Regions from separate parts of the Mus musculus genome. Here all the other regions are linked to region 4. Evidence: chromatin contacts called from public Hi-C, capture Hi-C and promoter capture Hi-C data. All regions are on one chromosome and are shown on one strand. The core of a region is the stretch at or near the end of the contact, and the rest is flanking DNA. Distances in the headings are between cores, read along the strand shown. Region 1 holds the start of Slc9a1 (solute carrier family 9 (sodium/hydrogen exchanger), member 1). Region 2 holds the start of Kdf1 (keratinocyte differentiation factor 1). Region 3 holds the start of Snhg12 (small nucleolar RNA host gene 12). Region 4 holds the start of Ppp1r8 (protein phosphatase 1, regulatory subunit 8). Region 5 holds the start of Tent5b (terminal nucleotidyltransferase 5B).

Region 1 (2,700 bases), core at 167-2,666, 530 kb before region 4:
CTTTTCTGAAACCAATATCAGAAGCATCCCATCTCGTGCACGCTCCTGACCCTCCCTCCTGCTACATAATGCCAGCTCACAGGCCAGAGCTGGAGTTTAAGGACCAACAAAAAGGAGGGAGAGGCTGCCCGCCCGCGTTGCAGAAGTGGTTCATTCAGAGCCTGAGAAGCAGAACCTGGTAACAAGTGGGGCAAGAAGCTCACCTATCTGGTGGTGGCAGCAACAGCACCATCATGCACTTACCTATCTTCATGAGGCAGGCCAGGAGAATCCAGAGGGAGATCTCAAAGGGTGTGCGCACGTGAGGGTAGTCAATGTCCAGGACTGGGAAGGCCTTCCGAGATGGCTTACCGCCATGTTCAATGATTAAGTTGGTCAAATTGTGGTCATCTGGGCGATGGAGAGGCTCTGATGGTGCCGTGGTGACATCCCCAATTGAGCGTTCCCGGGGTGGTTCAGAACCTCTGATGGTGCTGGCAGTAGGGCTGTGCTGGAGGCCGTGGCTCCTGAGAACAGGTAGCAGTCCCACCAAGGCAACCACCACCAGCAAGGAGGGGAAGATCCGAGGTGGATGAAATCCCCAGACGCCGGACCACCGAAGCATCATACTGATCCCCCAGCCTAGGAGGCCTCAGCCCTTAGCGAAGTGCGTGTAAGACCTGGGACATAGGTAGCAAGGAGTCCTGCAGATGGGGTGAGACTGGGGCAATCTCTAGGAAAAGTTCATGTTTTAGAGAAGTATTTTCGTTTTCTAGAGATTCACAATCTCAAAGTCCAAACTGCAAAAAGGGGTTAAGTACCTTGGAGGGACTAAGGAGGAAACCGAAAGGATCTAGAACTTCAGGCTGAGAGAAGGAAATCGGGGAAACTGCGTCCTGAAGAGAGGGGAAGGGCCGGATAGGCTGGACCACGGGCAAGGGAAAGGAGGAAGAAGGATAGGACCTTTGGCTAAGGAAAATCACCAGGGTGCTGGAACTCGGCTAAAGGGGAGGGGTAAGGAGCCTGGGCTAAAGACGGAAAAGGGTGAGACCCACTCCGCAGGGAAAGGCGAGAGAAGGCTGGAAGGCCAGCCTGGGATAAAGGAGTATAGCAGGAAAAAGGCTGGGGCTTTCCCACCCACAGGAGAGCCAGGGTCCAGCCGCGCCGGGCTGAGATTCCGGGGAAATGGAGGGAGGCGGAAGACAGAGGCAGACGGCCTGGCGGGAAGGTGCCTCGGCGCAGGCTGGAGGCGGCTCGCAGTGAGCCAGCAGCAACACACCCCTCCTTAAGACCCCGGTGCAGAGCTGTGTTCCACCCCGGCCCAGCGGCAGCTCCTTCGGTCAGCTCCAGCTCCACTTCCAGACCTGACACAGCCCCGGGTCCCGCGGTAGCGGACTGATGCCTCGCTGAGCACAGCGCAGCCATTTATAGGCACCAACGAGTAGCAGGCGCAGCAAGCTAGAGAGACCTGTCAGCGCCCGCGCGGTGCAGCGGCCCCTGTCGCCCAGGGAAGGAAGTGTCACGTAAGAAGAGGAAGCCGAGACCTAAATTGGAAAAAAAAAAAAAAAAAAAAAAGTACAATCTAACACGAGTGACATACTGTACTATCTACAAAGTGTTTTCTTGTTAGCATGTGACTTTGAACAAGTTATTTAGCCTCTCTGTTTCACAGCTTTCTCAACTGTAAGGTGGAGATGGATAGCTATAACAAAAGGATAACAAGATGGTTAAATGAGGTGATCTATGAGAAATGTTTAGAATGAAAGGGATGGGATCGTGGTTCAGAGGTAGAGTGCTTGTCTACCATTGGTTCCTATGCCCAGTGTCACAAAATAAAGTTAAATGAATGAATGAAATGGGCTAGAAATCTGCACTCTGTATGTTCCCAAGCATTGACCTGTGCTGAGGACCGTGTGAGCTGAAATCCGTTCCTGCATCCCAGCCACAGGTGCTTTGATGGCAATGTATTGGCTTCCCTTGACTGTGGCGGCATAACCCCAGCCTCCCTGTATCCGTCTTTAGGTCCAAATTTCCCCCTTTAAAAGGACTCCAAGCAAATTGAATTAGGAATTGGCCCTAATGGCGTACCTTACCTTGATCAACTTCAAAAACCCAATCTGAGCCACGAACGGTGGGAAACTGTAATTCCAGCATTTGGGAAACTAAAGAAAGAGGAATTTTTAACTCAACGTCAGCTTGTGTAACAAAGTGAGTTCTAGACCAGGCTGAGGTCAGTAGGGAGACCCTGTCTCAAAGAGATTTAAAACAACAACAACAACAACAAAACCCCTCATCTAAATAAAGCCACATTCTCGGGCACTGAGGGGTGGGCAGGGGTAGGACTTCAGCTTCTTTTGAAAGGGCGTGTTTCAACTCATAACAGTAGTGAAACAACCAAAAAGTAAGAGGCTGGGTATTGTTTTTGTCTGTCTGTCTATCTGTCTGTCTGTCTGTCTGGTTTAAAGAGAAAAGAAGGATTTTTATTATCTGCAGACAGAAAACAGCTTCCAGAAGGGGCATGTTCTGTTTTGTGCGAAAGGCTACATTCTTACAATGTAGCCCAGCTGGCTTCTAATTTTTGGCAATCCTCCTGCCTCTCCCTCTCAAGTGGGATTACTGGTATGCACCACCACACACAGCCGGAACTGGAATTTGAATGAATGATATTGATTAGAGTTCAGAAAGGTCGAGACATTGTGTCTACATGGTGCAATCATGAGA
Region 2 (2,792 bases), core at 180-2,679, 680 kb before region 4:
CAGGTAATTTCAGAACTAGAAAGGCTGAGCCAGGCAGATTCTTTGAGTTCAAGATCAGCCTGGGCTACCCAAGAGAGAGACCCTGTCTGAAACTTAAACAACCAAGCAGTCAGCCTTCCTGTTTGTGGTATGAATAGTGCCTTGCATGAGCGTCCCTTCAAACCATCCATCTACACCTTCCTTTTCCCACGATTGTCCCTGGTCCATCCCTCCTGACAACCCAGTGACACTGCTCACTTAATTTAGTGGGACCAATTTTTGCCTCAATTTTGGCCTGGGACAAGAGTCTTGGACCCAGCTTCCTCATCTTTAAATAGGTTCATCTTAGAGTAGTGAGGTGGCCCACGTCTGTAATTCCAGCACAAGACACGATGAGATGATGAGGACTTCAGAGTCATCCTTGGCTGAATATTGGGCCTAGCCTGGGCCATATGAGACCCTATCTCAAAAAGCAAAACAAAATATATATTAAATTAACTTAAATATAAGTAAATAATAAACCAATGTGACGTAAAATAAAAATGGAAAACCTCATCTCTCAAAAGAGGAGAGATTAATGTCCTTCTAACCCTCTACGGAGGTATGGGGGTTGGGGGTGGAGCTCCGTGTTTAGCAAAAGCCTGGGAAGACACACTCTTGGCATTCTCTAACTTGGCAGCGTTCGAAGGCATCGCAAGGATGCCTCAAGGTCTGATGGCCCCAGGATTCTCTGATTTCTCACTGCCTTCGCCTTTCCGACAGTCCCCACAAAACACAGAGACAGACGGACAGACAGACAGACTCGGGGGCTCTCCATGGGCCCTCCTCCCTGTGTCCCCAGGACGAGCCGGCTGCAGCAGCCTCTGTCCAGGCAAACGTATGGTCAGCGAGCCGCGCTCAGCTCTGCTCAGCTCGGGCGCAGGGTACTGTGCACCCCCCTGGCACAGCCCCAGCCACTGTCTCATCTGCAAGCAGGAGCCGCGCGCGTCCAGGCGGCAGGGCTCGCGTTGCCGTCGGGGCGCGCACCGCCTCGCTTGCCACCAGCGCCGTGGCCCGCGACTCCCGACGCTGTTCCACGCACGGTGCTGGGTCCTAGCACCCCAGGGGCCTCTCGGCCCGCCCAGCCCAGCCCAGCCCTGCGCCCGTTCGGGCCGCTCCGGCCGGGCCCCGCGCACCCCGGAAGTGGACGTCGGGGCCCGAGGAGCAGGGCCCGCGCCCCGCCGCCGTCCAGGCGCGGCCTCCAGGGTCACCCACCCGGGGCTGCACCGCCCCGCGCCCCCGCGGACCCGCGCCGGCCTTACCTGCCCAGCCAGGTGAGCCGCCTCCGCTCGGCCCTTCCCCCGCCCCCCTCGGCACTCACCTGGGTCGCAGGTAAGCGTCTCGCGGGAGCGCGGCACGGGGCGCCGCTGGGGACACACTTCCTGCCTCCGCCGAGCGCCGCCGCGCACCTGGCCGAGGCCCCGCCCAGCTCCGGCCCAGCCAGGAGAGTGAGGCCCTGAGAGGGGCCATCATCGGGCAACAGTGCTTAGGTCCCCTCTCTGCTCTATAGTCCAGTGTCCTGGAAGTATCGGAGAGCCCATGGGGCGCCTACCGGGCCGCAAAGCTCCTACTTAAAGGGCATGCATGCCTCCTGGGAAGCCGTCCGGGCCCCTGAGTCCCTAGCTCTGTCATGTGGAACAGTTCTCTGGACTCTTTATTATAGTTCCCAGCAGACTGTTGCTTTCCTGTCTTTTGTCTCCTCCTTTTAGCCTCTGACCTTGAGGGTAAGGTCTGGTCTTGTTTCCCTAGTACAGCGCCTGGCACATACCAACTGCTTAGTAAATATTCTTCACTGTTTGAATAGCTAGGCAATGATCTCTTGTCTATCTATCTGTCTGTCTACATATTCACTTATTTAGGTTTCTCTTTTTTTACATTAAATGTTTTTATATGTATGAATGTCTTGCCTGCTTGTACATCCATGCACCACTTGCGTGCCTTGTGCCCACAGGTAAGGGAGCAGAGGAGGGCATGGGATGCCCTGGAACTGGAGTTACAGAGGGTTGTGAGCTGTTATGTGAGCACTTGAGAGTCGAACTGGGGACCTTGGAACTTTGAAGAGCAGCCAGTGCTCTCTGAGGCAGAACTCTCTCTTCAGCTCCTCTTACCTAGGTCTTCCAATACAAGATCCTGGGAAGACCAGCCATATCCTGTCCTGCTTCGAGTCAAGATCAGCCTAGATCAGGTATGTTCCCAGGGGTGCAGCCGTAGATTGTTCAAGTTTTCTGAGACAAAGTCTCATGTACCCCAGGCTGGCCTCTAGCTCCCTATGTAGCCAAGGCTGCCCTTGAAGACTTGCTCCTCTTATCTATGGAGTGCTGGGATCACAGGCATGCGCCTCCACAGCCAACATAGTCCCTGATGTCTTTCTTGCTCTTTTTGAACTGTTTGACATGGGAGCAAGTCACTTTCCATTTTCCAGTGTCCCCTCTGTAGATATAGACCTCTCTAGCCAGATGTGGTGGCACATGCCTTTAATCCCAGCTCTTTGGAGGCAGTAAGGTGGACCTCTGTGAGTTCCAGGCCAGCCTGGTCTACAGAGTGAGTTCCAGGATTGGCAGGACTATGTAGAGAGACCCCATCTCAAAAAAACAAACAAACAAACAAAAAAAACCATGAGGGGCATGGTGGCACACACCTTTAATCCCAGCACTTGGGAGGCAGAGGCAGGCAGATTTCTGAGTTTGAGGCCAGCCTGGTCTACAAAGTGAGTTCCAGGACAGCCAGGGATACACAGAGAAACCCTGTCTCAAAAAAAACCAATAAATAAATAA
Region 3 (3,042 bases), core at 302-2,801, 530 kb after region 4:
AGCCAGCAATTACCTTAGTGTTAGGAGCCTGACAGGCCGTCTTCTCAGACTCTTCCAAGAAATAAGCTCAAGTGTAACCTGCAGAAGAAACATTTGTTGTAAATACCACAGAACAATAGCCTCACAGGTAGAGGGCGCTCAACTTGAGGCCTGATATACATATATAGGAAAGATGAGTGGCAGCTGCAGGCACTGTGCTGACCTGAGCTGTCAAAGTCTCTCCATTACTCTGGCATGCAGTTGGAGATCCCATGGCTACAGGCAGCCACAGCCCTTGGAAACATGCCTCAGGTCTCCCCGGGTAGTGCAACTAAACGGAGCTTACCAGACCCTTCTGCTGTATCGTTGTCCATTATCTTCTGGTCTCCCTCCTCACAATCTTCATCAACAGCTAAGATGAATGGCAACAGAATTAGCCACAATAATCTTGTTCCATATTCCCAGTCATTACCTTATAGGGACTGTGACAGTGACCAAGGCATTGTTTATTTACCAATAGATGATCAATACAGGCCTGAATTGTAAATCAGATTGAGCTCACTCACCGGTCTACCTCCTATCCCCTCCCACCCCCCCCAGGAATAAAAGCCTAAAGATTGCTACATACTCCAGAGAAATAGTAAGGTGAAGCTGTCATTTTCCACAATGTTGCAGATCAGTTACAGGAAACAGAACTGCGACCGTCAAGGAAAATTCTTTCTCTGGGCCACCTTTTTGACCACAGCAGCTATGTAGAAGCTGCTGCAGCTTCGATAAGGGCCACAGACAGCGATAGCAATTGCTAGACCTCAAACCCACAAGCCACATGCCTCACCACTGCCTACTAGAGAGACGCCTGAAAAGGCAATCCTGTGGGCTCCGATGGCTCCTAGTTCAATACGTGAAGCTTTAGACATTGGGATAGGTTCCTGACTATAACCCAAAGCAGTCTCAAATTAATGACCCTACCGCCTACAAACGCTTTTTAACGCGCTGTGGACATCAGGTTTAGCTGAATAAAATGGCGGCTTTTTGCAATCAGAAAGCGAGAAAGCCGAGGTTGTATAATCCTTGCCCAACTCTGTAGGGCCCATTATCCTGACTTTTTTTTTTTTAAGGCTTTAATACTATGGTTGACATAGCGATCGCCTAGCACGTGGTAGGACCCAAATTCCACCCAACATAGGAGCGAGGTTAATCACAAAAAGGTCGCTCGGAGGTAATGGTCACAGGCCCTTCCATTGGCGTCATCCTAATAAGGTTACTGCACCCAAGCACGTAATCCAGTAAAGGCACAAATGCTCTTACCAGATCCCGTCACCCCCAAGCCTACAACACTCACGGGTCAAAAGGCGTGGGGCCCTGAGTTATCACTGCGCATGTGGCCATAACCCGTGCTTCCTTGGACCAGACGGAAAAATCCGGTCCCTTCCCGGCAGGCTCGGTATCTCACGAATCATCCGGAGAGGCGGACGGAGCTGGTGGGCTGGGAAGATGGGGGGCGGGCAACGTTGGGTAGAAGTACAAGGCGCCATAACGAAAACAGACAGGGACCGCGGATGAAGCGAGAAAGGACTGAGAACGGCCTGCACCAGGATTATATACTCTCGCGCCCTCTACTGAGTCTGCGTCATCCACCTGACGCACGGCGCCTCTGGGAAATGTAGTTCTTAGCAAAGCCGGGTTCCTGCTCCTTGTCTGGCCCTGATAGTGGTTTCGACCCAGGCCAGAGCGCTCAACTCAAATCTCTGACCAACTGCCATCACTATGGATTAAGTTCCCGGGCGACTTTGAATTACACCGATCTTAGAAAGGGTTTTCCACATTTGGATGTGCTTAATAAAGAGATTTTGCAAATTAAAAAAAGAGAAGAAAAAAAAAAATGGAGTTTTCCCCCGGAGCATCCCGGGATGGCCTAGAGGGTAACAGCATGCTGGCAGATCTTCTTAAAGAATGACCCTCAGAAGCCAGGCGTGGGGGCGCACGCATTTAATCCCAACACTCGGGAGGCAGAGGCAGGCAGATTTCTGAGTTCGAGGCCAGCCTGTTCTACAAAGTGAGGTCCAGGACAGCCAGGGCTACCCAGAGAAACCCTGTCTCAAAAAACCAAAATTTTGTTCTTCTTTTTTTCTTTTCTTTTCAAAGATTTATTTATTTATTTGATGTATATATGAGTACACTGTCACTGTCTTCAGACACACCAGAAGAGGGCATTAGATCCAATTACAGGTGGTTATGAGCCACCATGTGGTTGCTGGGATTTGAACTCAGGACCTTTGGAAAAGCAGCCAGTGCTCTTAACTGCTGAGCCATCTCTCCAGCCCACCTTTTTTTTTTTTTTTTCTATTTTATTTTCTTTGATAGGGGAATATAGTTTATTTGGCTTATAATTCCAGATTGCAGTCCTTCATGACAGGAAAGTCACGGTCGGGGGTCCGGGGGGATGGCTAGCAGGTTGTATCACGTCTACAGTTTAAAGTAGAGAGGTGACATTTTCTTTTCTTTTTTTGTTTTGTTTTGGTTTGGTTTTGGTTTTACAACACAGGGTTTCTCTGTAGAGCTCTAGCTGTCCTGGAACTCACTTTGTAGGCCAGGCTGGCCTCAAACTCAGAAATCCTCCTGCCTCTGCCTCCCGGGTGCTGGGATTAAAGCCATGCACCACCACACCCGGTAACATTTTCTTTTTTTTTTTATTTTTTGTTTTTATTTTACACAGCATCTCACTAGTTTGTCCAGGCAGACCTCAGCCTCTCAAGTAGCTGGAATTACAAGCATCCTTCCAGGTCCAATTTCTTTCCTTCCCCAATGTTAGGAAGGGTGTCACTGGACTTACCACATGCTGCTCCCAAGCTATTCCCCTTAGCTCCTACATACACCTGAAAAAATAGGTTTCCAGGCAGGAGAGATGGCTCAGCAGTTAAGAGCACTGACTGCTCTTACAAAGGTCCTGAGTTCAGTTCCCAGCAACCACATGGTGCCTCACAACCATCTGCAATGTGTCTAAAGACAACTACAATGTACTCATAAAATAAATAAATAAATAAATAAATAAATAAATAAATC
Region 4 (3,020 bases), core at 49-2,548:
GGTAGCCAGGATACAGGACTTAAAGCCCAAGCCTACAATGATACACTTATTTCAACAAGTCCAAACCTCCAAATAGTGCCACTCCCTGGACCAAGCATATTCAAACCATGACATGTTCTATTGCTGTTGCTTACTGAAACCTGGAGAATTTATTATTATTATTATTATTAATTTTACTGTCTAGCAGGGCATAGTGTTGACTACCTTTAACCCTGTATCTCAGGAAGCAAAGGCAGATGGAATTTCAGATATGTGCTGCCACACCCTCCAACCATTTGTTTCTTTTAAAAACTGTGAAGTCATCATCCCATCTTTCTGCAAAAGTGAAAAAAGGACCATCCACTGCATACGAAGGAATGGTATGTTGTCAGAAACATATGGGACTAGTAGAGCCTGGCTTTTGGCTTTACATAGACTCAGGTTCGAATACCACTCCTTGTAAGGTGAGGCTAGAGCCTCTCTTCTGGAATCAATCTGTCTTGAGTTTTGGGAATACCAAGTGAACTGATCCATATGAAATACATACTTCCCCATAAGCACTCAATAGACAAAACCATTACAACCAGCAAGCTAATGGCTTAGAGGAAGATGGTAACCCTAATGCTTCCTATGTCACTATGACCCACAGAGAAAAATCCTAAGGGGCCATGAATTAAACATTTTTGAGAATTGGTTAAGTTACTAAAAATTGGAGGCTTTTTTTCCTTTTGAGTCTGTGCCTTGCAGCAGTTTGTCCAAAGTTTTCAAAAACAGACTACATGATTTCTGACACAGTCGCCTAATCTATAGATTCTCCCAGATCTAAGAAAATTACTGGTTTTGGGGAATTGAATCAGTGGCCTCATTCGCGCCTGCTGAACACACTACCACTGAGCCGTACACATCAGACTTGGGATCAGAAAGGACAAATGAGTAAGGATTCTGTTTTCAGATGCAGTGTTTCGAAGGAAGGCTGGAAAAAGGGGGAAAAAAAAAGCCATCACTTCTTATCTCTAGCCATCACCTGCTTATCGCTAGATGAAGCCCGAGGGGGTGGGTAGCTGGGAGTTAATGCAGATTGCAGAGCTCTAGGGTTTCTGGCGGAAAACGCAGCGCGAAAGCCGCATCAAGGTACAAACCACTCCTGACCCCGTGACCAAGGAGACACCCGCCCCCAGCCTCTCCAGCAAACACTGCAGACTTCAAACCCAGCCCCTGATGCCCTCCGCCAGAGGCGCTCCCAGGAGAGCGTCCTTGCGTTGCGCGTGCGCACGCACGCGCTGCGCACAGGCTGCTGGGATGCCGCCTCTTCCCTCCCGAGCTCTTAGTTTCCCGGCGTGCTTCAGACCCGCCAAATGGGAGGGGGAGACGCAAGATGGCGGCAGCCGTGAACTCCGGCTCCAGCCTCCCGCTGTTCGACTGCCCGACTTGGTGAGTAATGAGGTTTCTGGGACTGGAGCGGCTTGGCGTGAGTTAACCCGGACAGAAAGGAGAAGGTTGTATTTTTTTTTCCTCTTCCTTTTTTTTTTTTTTTTTTTTTTTGCGATGAAACGAACGTCTCAGAAAGATCCTGGAATGATTGAGGGAAAACTGTCCGCTGTGAGGGGCCGGGCGACGTGTGGAGGATCCTGGAGCTGGGGCCCAGGCTCTGCGGAAACCCGAGTTTTGGGGGCTCGAAGGTATTCAGTTTATACAGCGCTTGGGAGGTCAGCCGCTCACCGGGGTGCTTCAGGCCTTGGCCCCTAACTTGCCCTAACTCATCACTGAGTGCCCGATGCTCTCGGGGAGCATCAAACCTTCCCCGGGTGCTGAAGGTCTGGAGCGCGCACGAGCTGGCTTCCCTACCTCAGTCCAACCTGATGCTGCATCCCTCCGTGGCTGCTGCACCCTCCAAGCGGACTAGGTGCTCCTTGCGGGCAGGGATGGCGCGGGACTGTTCCCCCTTGTTCTCTGACCAGACCAGCACGAAACCCGGTACAAAAGACAGCAGAAGTTGTTAGCATACAGCATTTTCATCCCCTGGGAAGTTCAGAGAAGTAGTAGGATGGTTTCCGCGTTGAGTGGGGTGCAAGATGAATGAATAGGAACTGCTTTGCACGAGGATGCATCGGGGTTAGAGCCCTTTCTGCTGTTGCGGCTCTTCCTGGTTATTAACGTGTTACCTCTCGGGCTTCTGTTACATTGAGATCTTCAAGGGCAAAAACCCTTGCATCATGCTCAGCTCCTAGGCCTGAGTCAATCACATGGTAGGATATTCAGACAAAATATTTTGGCTTTAATGTTCATTTTAATCTGTATCTCGAAGCAAATGGGCTTTTGTTCGATGCACTGTCCTTTTAGCCACTGCCATGAGAGATTGGAGCGGAGCTGTGAGATGTCTGTGTTGAATCTTCAATGAGATAGACTCGATATCGTTTCTTCTGTGCAAATGTAAGGGCCCTGGAAGGTTCAAAAGAACAAGCCCAGGAAGCGAATGAATGCTTGGCTGTTTCCTGGATTTCTTTATTCTTTTAACATATCCATGTGCTTCAGCCTACAAATTCTTTATCCACACTGGTCCCTGGCTGCACTTATTTCAAATTTGGGCCAGCCAAATATAAAGAGACTCTTTCTTTGAGATCACCTGTCATTACCTCAGGGTCTGGTGTATACCAGGAACTGTGTCAGGTGATTTGACATTTGAGCATCCATCCCCTTGAATGATGAAGCGAGGTATAGAAAACAGTCTGATGACTTAGATTTTTTTTCACAAACACCTGTTCAGGGTGCCCCCACACCTCCCTCCCTTTGGAGCTTGGTTTCGTGGGCGTGGTTTTGATTTGCTCTAGTTCCCTAATTACAGATCTCTGATTTGGTACCAAGAGTTCATCTGGGTAATGTTTTTTTGTTTATTTTGTGATGAGAATGATATTGATCAGCCCCCAAACAAACAATTTTTGTTATTTGGTTATTTTAACATATATTTGTTTTAAGGCAAGATCTCTATATGTGATTCTAGATGATCTAGAACTCACCTGTTATACAAACTAGGATGGCCTTGA
Region 5 (2,744 bases), core at 79-2,578, 640 kb before region 4:
GTTTGGGAATCTGGGGAGTGGGGTGGGATGGGGATGGGGGGGGAGAGGAACTGTTGATCAGATACCATCTGTTCCTGGGGAGCTCCAGGACTCCCTCCCTGAACCTGACCTCCACCTCACTGGATAGCCTTTGGTAGGTAGCTCACCCTCCCACCCGAGGCCTCAGTTAGAATGGGGTATAAGAACGGGCATCCTCTGGTATTTCAGAATTCCACAGTGCTCGGGCTGTATGCAGAAAGAGCAAGTTTGGGGTCTTGCAGGGTTAGGTTAAAAGAGCTGTAGTTTGATGGGGGAGGGGGGCAGCTGCCAGAATCTGATCCTCAGGAGGGAGATAGTGTTTTGGGGTCTGAACCTTGGGCCGGCCTTCATTCTAGCCTTAAGGGAGAAGGAACCCCTAAAATGGAAATTTGATGCTATCTTCAAAGGGGTGAGGTCTCCGGTCTGGCCGCAACACGTGGGAGGTTGGGAGCTTTCCCAGGAATTTCTGGGCTGTTTCACCTAGCCAAGGCTTCTTGAGCTAAGGGTTGTGGGAACACAAGGGCAGAGTGCCCTAGAACCCTGAGGGTGCAGGAGGTCCAAGGATGTGAGGTAGAAGAAGAAAAGCTATTCTGGAACCAGGTACACACCCTCCTCACTGGCGACTGCCAGGGCGATGTCCCATCTAGTGCCTCCTCCATCTCCACCCCATTTCCCAGCCAGGGTCTTGGTGAGTGGTTCCCAAGGGAATAAGAGGTCCCCAGAACGGCAAGCAGGCAAGCTCAGCAGGGTGCAGGAAGAGCTGAACTAGTAGTCGGGTTCCTGTTTCTTAGTTTCCCTAGCTTCCCGGCCAGTCATAGACTCCAGGTACCTTGCAGCAGAGCACCACCCCACCCCCGACCCTGCCAGGGTCCCCCTCACCTGCACGATCTGCTGGGGCTGCACGCTCAGCGTGGGGAAGTTGCCTCGTCCGTGAATGGGGATCGGCTCTTTCAGCAGCGCGTCCAGCCGCTTCACCTGTGGCCAGCTCAGCCGACTCTGGTGCCGTCCCAGGGAGGCCGAGGAGGCCTCCGGGTCCGGGCCGCCGCCGGCCGCCCCAGCCGTGGCCACTGCCGAGGCTGCACCGGTCCCCACCTGCGCAGCTGGCTGCTCCAGGCTCTCAGCTCCACTCTCCGACGGCATCATTCACCCGGCCCCGGTGCCTGGACGGCAGAAACCCGGGAATGGTGAAGGCGAGGAGGGCAGGGAGAGTGGCTGTGCACGGGCCAAGGCGGGGTGCGGGGACCCGGCGGCGGCGAGGCAAACCCAGGGAACACCCCCGACGGCAGGGAGGACTAACAGATCTTAGAGCCAGGCGGCTCGGGCCCAGCTGACACTTATAGGCCGCGGGCCGCACGCCCATTGGTCAGCACAGCTGTCACACAGCAGGAGATGCCCTCCTCTTGTCCCTCCCCCTATCACGGGCCAACACAGTTTTGCAAGGGAATCGCTGGCTCTCAGGAGTTTCTGATTGGCTGAAAGGCACGCCCCTTCCCCGCCCCCTCTCTCGGACCGAATTCCCTCCTTTGGTCTTTAAAGAAGCTGCTGCTTGCGATTGGCCCGAGCCTGCCGGGACTTAGAGGGACAGCGCCCTCCAGCGGCAGAAGTCGAGGGAGGTCTGTGTAGAGTAATGTTGCCGTGTTGACAAGGCGGCCCGGCCGCTTTCTAATTTATTCCTTTGATTGGCCCTTCGAATTACCGCATGCCTGGCGTACCTGTTCCATCTTAGGTGAGGTGAAATCTGCTTAGAGAGAGGGCGTTATTACCCATCATCATGTAGCATGTGAGTGTCAGTTATGGTCCTGATGGAGGTTTAAAGATCTATGTAGCTCTTTGCTCCATCTGGGCCCACCCAGGGTTTTTCTGGGATGGATATTACTATTTTTTTTCTCTTTCTCTCTACAGATCATAGAGGCCGAGGCTTATTGCTACTTTTGAATCTTATCCCCTCCTCCTTTTCAGATTTTAAATATATGTGTCATGGGCAGGAGGGAGAATCGAAATCGAATCGCCCTGTTCATCGCCGCAGTATTTTTTTCTTGTCATTCTCGTAATAATAATATAGCAAATTCTGTAGCCTTCCATTTTCCTAAAAGGCAGACTAAGGATTAAAAGACAGGGAAGAAGAATCCAGGACTTAGAAACAGCTACTATACCCCAGTTTCTGTCAGGGCACAGCTTGACCTGCCTCAAACCAGAACACACATTTCTTCTTTCTGAAAGCCGGCCCCAGCCTCAGGCCACTCTAAAAACCCCTGGAGGAGGCCCCGTGTGTTCCACCAGATGTGTAACCCCAGCATTCCAGTGGTGTGGGCAGGAGGATAAGACGTTCAGTTATCCTTGTCTGCCTGTTGAGTTCTGGGTCAGCCGGGGATATACAGTGAGACCCTGTCAACAACAACATCAACAGGCTGGAGATATAAAGCGCTGACCAATTGCTCGCCTAGTGTGCCGGAGACCCAGGCTTCAACCTCTGGTGCCACAAAACGAGGGAAATAAAAATGAGATCTTTGACTGAGTTGTCTCTGAACTCTAGATCCCCGAGGCTACTGATGAAAGCGTTTGAGGTCCAGGCATAATACTCTCCTGCACATGGATTTGGCTCAGTGGCTCGGAATGCTTGCCTAGTGCAAGATCCTGGGTCTAATCCCCAAGCCCCCAAACCAACACAAGCCACCACAAAGCCACAGCATAGCCCCTGACACATTCTCCCTCTGAGCCTCCAGGAG

The links. Promoter capture Hi-C pulls out the DNA fragments that hold promoters and counts their contacts. Hi-C and Micro-C count contacts between places; a contact is called where the count stands out from the background. Capture Hi-C pulls out chosen DNA fragments and counts their contacts.
Region 1: a Hi-C map of double positive thymocytes shows a contact between it and region 4, with 1.6 times the contacts expected there. The contact joins the promoter of Slc9a1 here to the promoter of Ppp1r8 in region 4. A contact is called at or near these places in 3 of 39 promoter capture datasets (liver and pre-B cells), 1 of 484 Hi-C or Micro-C datasets (double positive thymocytes) and 3 of 9 other capture datasets (adipose tissue, liver and pancreatic islet).
Region 2: a contact with region 4 is called in a promoter capture Hi-C map of adipose tissue. The contact joins the promoter of Kdf1 here to the promoter of Ppp1r8 in region 4. A contact is called at or near these places in 1 of 115 datasets of contacts at active chromatin or transcription factors (embryonic stem cells) and 1 of 9 other capture datasets (adipose tissue).
Region 3: a promoter capture Hi-C map of liver shows a contact between it and region 4, with 3 times the contacts expected there. The contact joins the promoter of Snhg12 here to the promoter of Ppp1r8 in region 4. A contact is called at or near these places in 4 of 39 promoter capture datasets (hippocampal neurons, liver and pre-B cells), 1 of 115 datasets of contacts at active chromatin or transcription factors (bone marrow-derived macrophages) and 1 of 9 other capture datasets (pancreatic islet).
Region 5: a contact with region 4 is called in a capture Hi-C map of macrophages, with 4 times the contacts expected there. The contact joins the promoter of Tent5b here to the promoter of Ppp1r8 in region 4. A contact is called at or near these places in 5 of 39 promoter capture datasets (hematopoietic stem and progenitor cells, liver, neutrophils and 1 more) and 1 of 9 other capture datasets (macrophages).

Annotation. Positions count from the first base shown.
Region 1 is chr4:133,368,451-133,371,150 of GRCm38.p6, reverse strand. Slc9a1 (solute carrier family 9 (sodium/hydrogen exchanger), member 1) reads right to left here and starts at 1,416. Exons shown (of 12, transcript NM_016981.3): 1 at 244-1,416. The coding sequence starts at 607. It overlaps Mir5122 (microRNA 5122), which reads right to left and starts at 1,375; the gene lies at 1,287-1,375.
Region 2 is chr4:133,517,600-133,520,391 of GRCm38.p6, reverse strand. It overlaps Kdf1 (keratinocyte differentiation factor 1), which reads right to left and starts at 1,429. Exons shown (of 4, transcript NM_133707.2): 1 at 1,340-1,429. Gm42323 (predicted gene, 42323) reads left to right here and starts at 534. Exons shown (of 3, transcript NM_001378703.1): 1 at 534-1,292; 2 at 2,131-2,203. The coding sequence starts at 583.
Region 3 is chr4:132,307,187-132,310,228 of GRCm38.p6, reverse strand. It overlaps Snhg12 (small nucleolar RNA host gene 12), which reads right to left and starts at 1,551. Exons shown (of 5, transcript NR_029468.1): 1 at 1,322-1,551; 2 at 326-391; 3 at 14-78. It overlaps Snora16a (small nucleolar RNA, H/ACA box 16A), which reads right to left and starts at 764; the gene lies at 629-764. Snora44 (small nucleolar RNA, H/ACA box 44) reads right to left here and starts at 276; the gene lies at 160-276.
Region 4 is chr4:132,841,447-132,844,466 of GRCm38.p6, reverse strand. Ppp1r8 (protein phosphatase 1, regulatory subunit 8) reads left to right here and starts at 1,298. Exons shown (of 7, transcript NM_146154.3): 1 at 1,298-1,410. The coding sequence starts at 1,355.
Region 5 is chr4:133,478,717-133,481,460 of GRCm38.p6, reverse strand. Tent5b (terminal nucleotidyltransferase 5B) reads right to left here and starts at 1,328. Exons shown (of 2, transcript NM_175307.6): 1 at 898-1,328. The coding sequence starts at 1,161.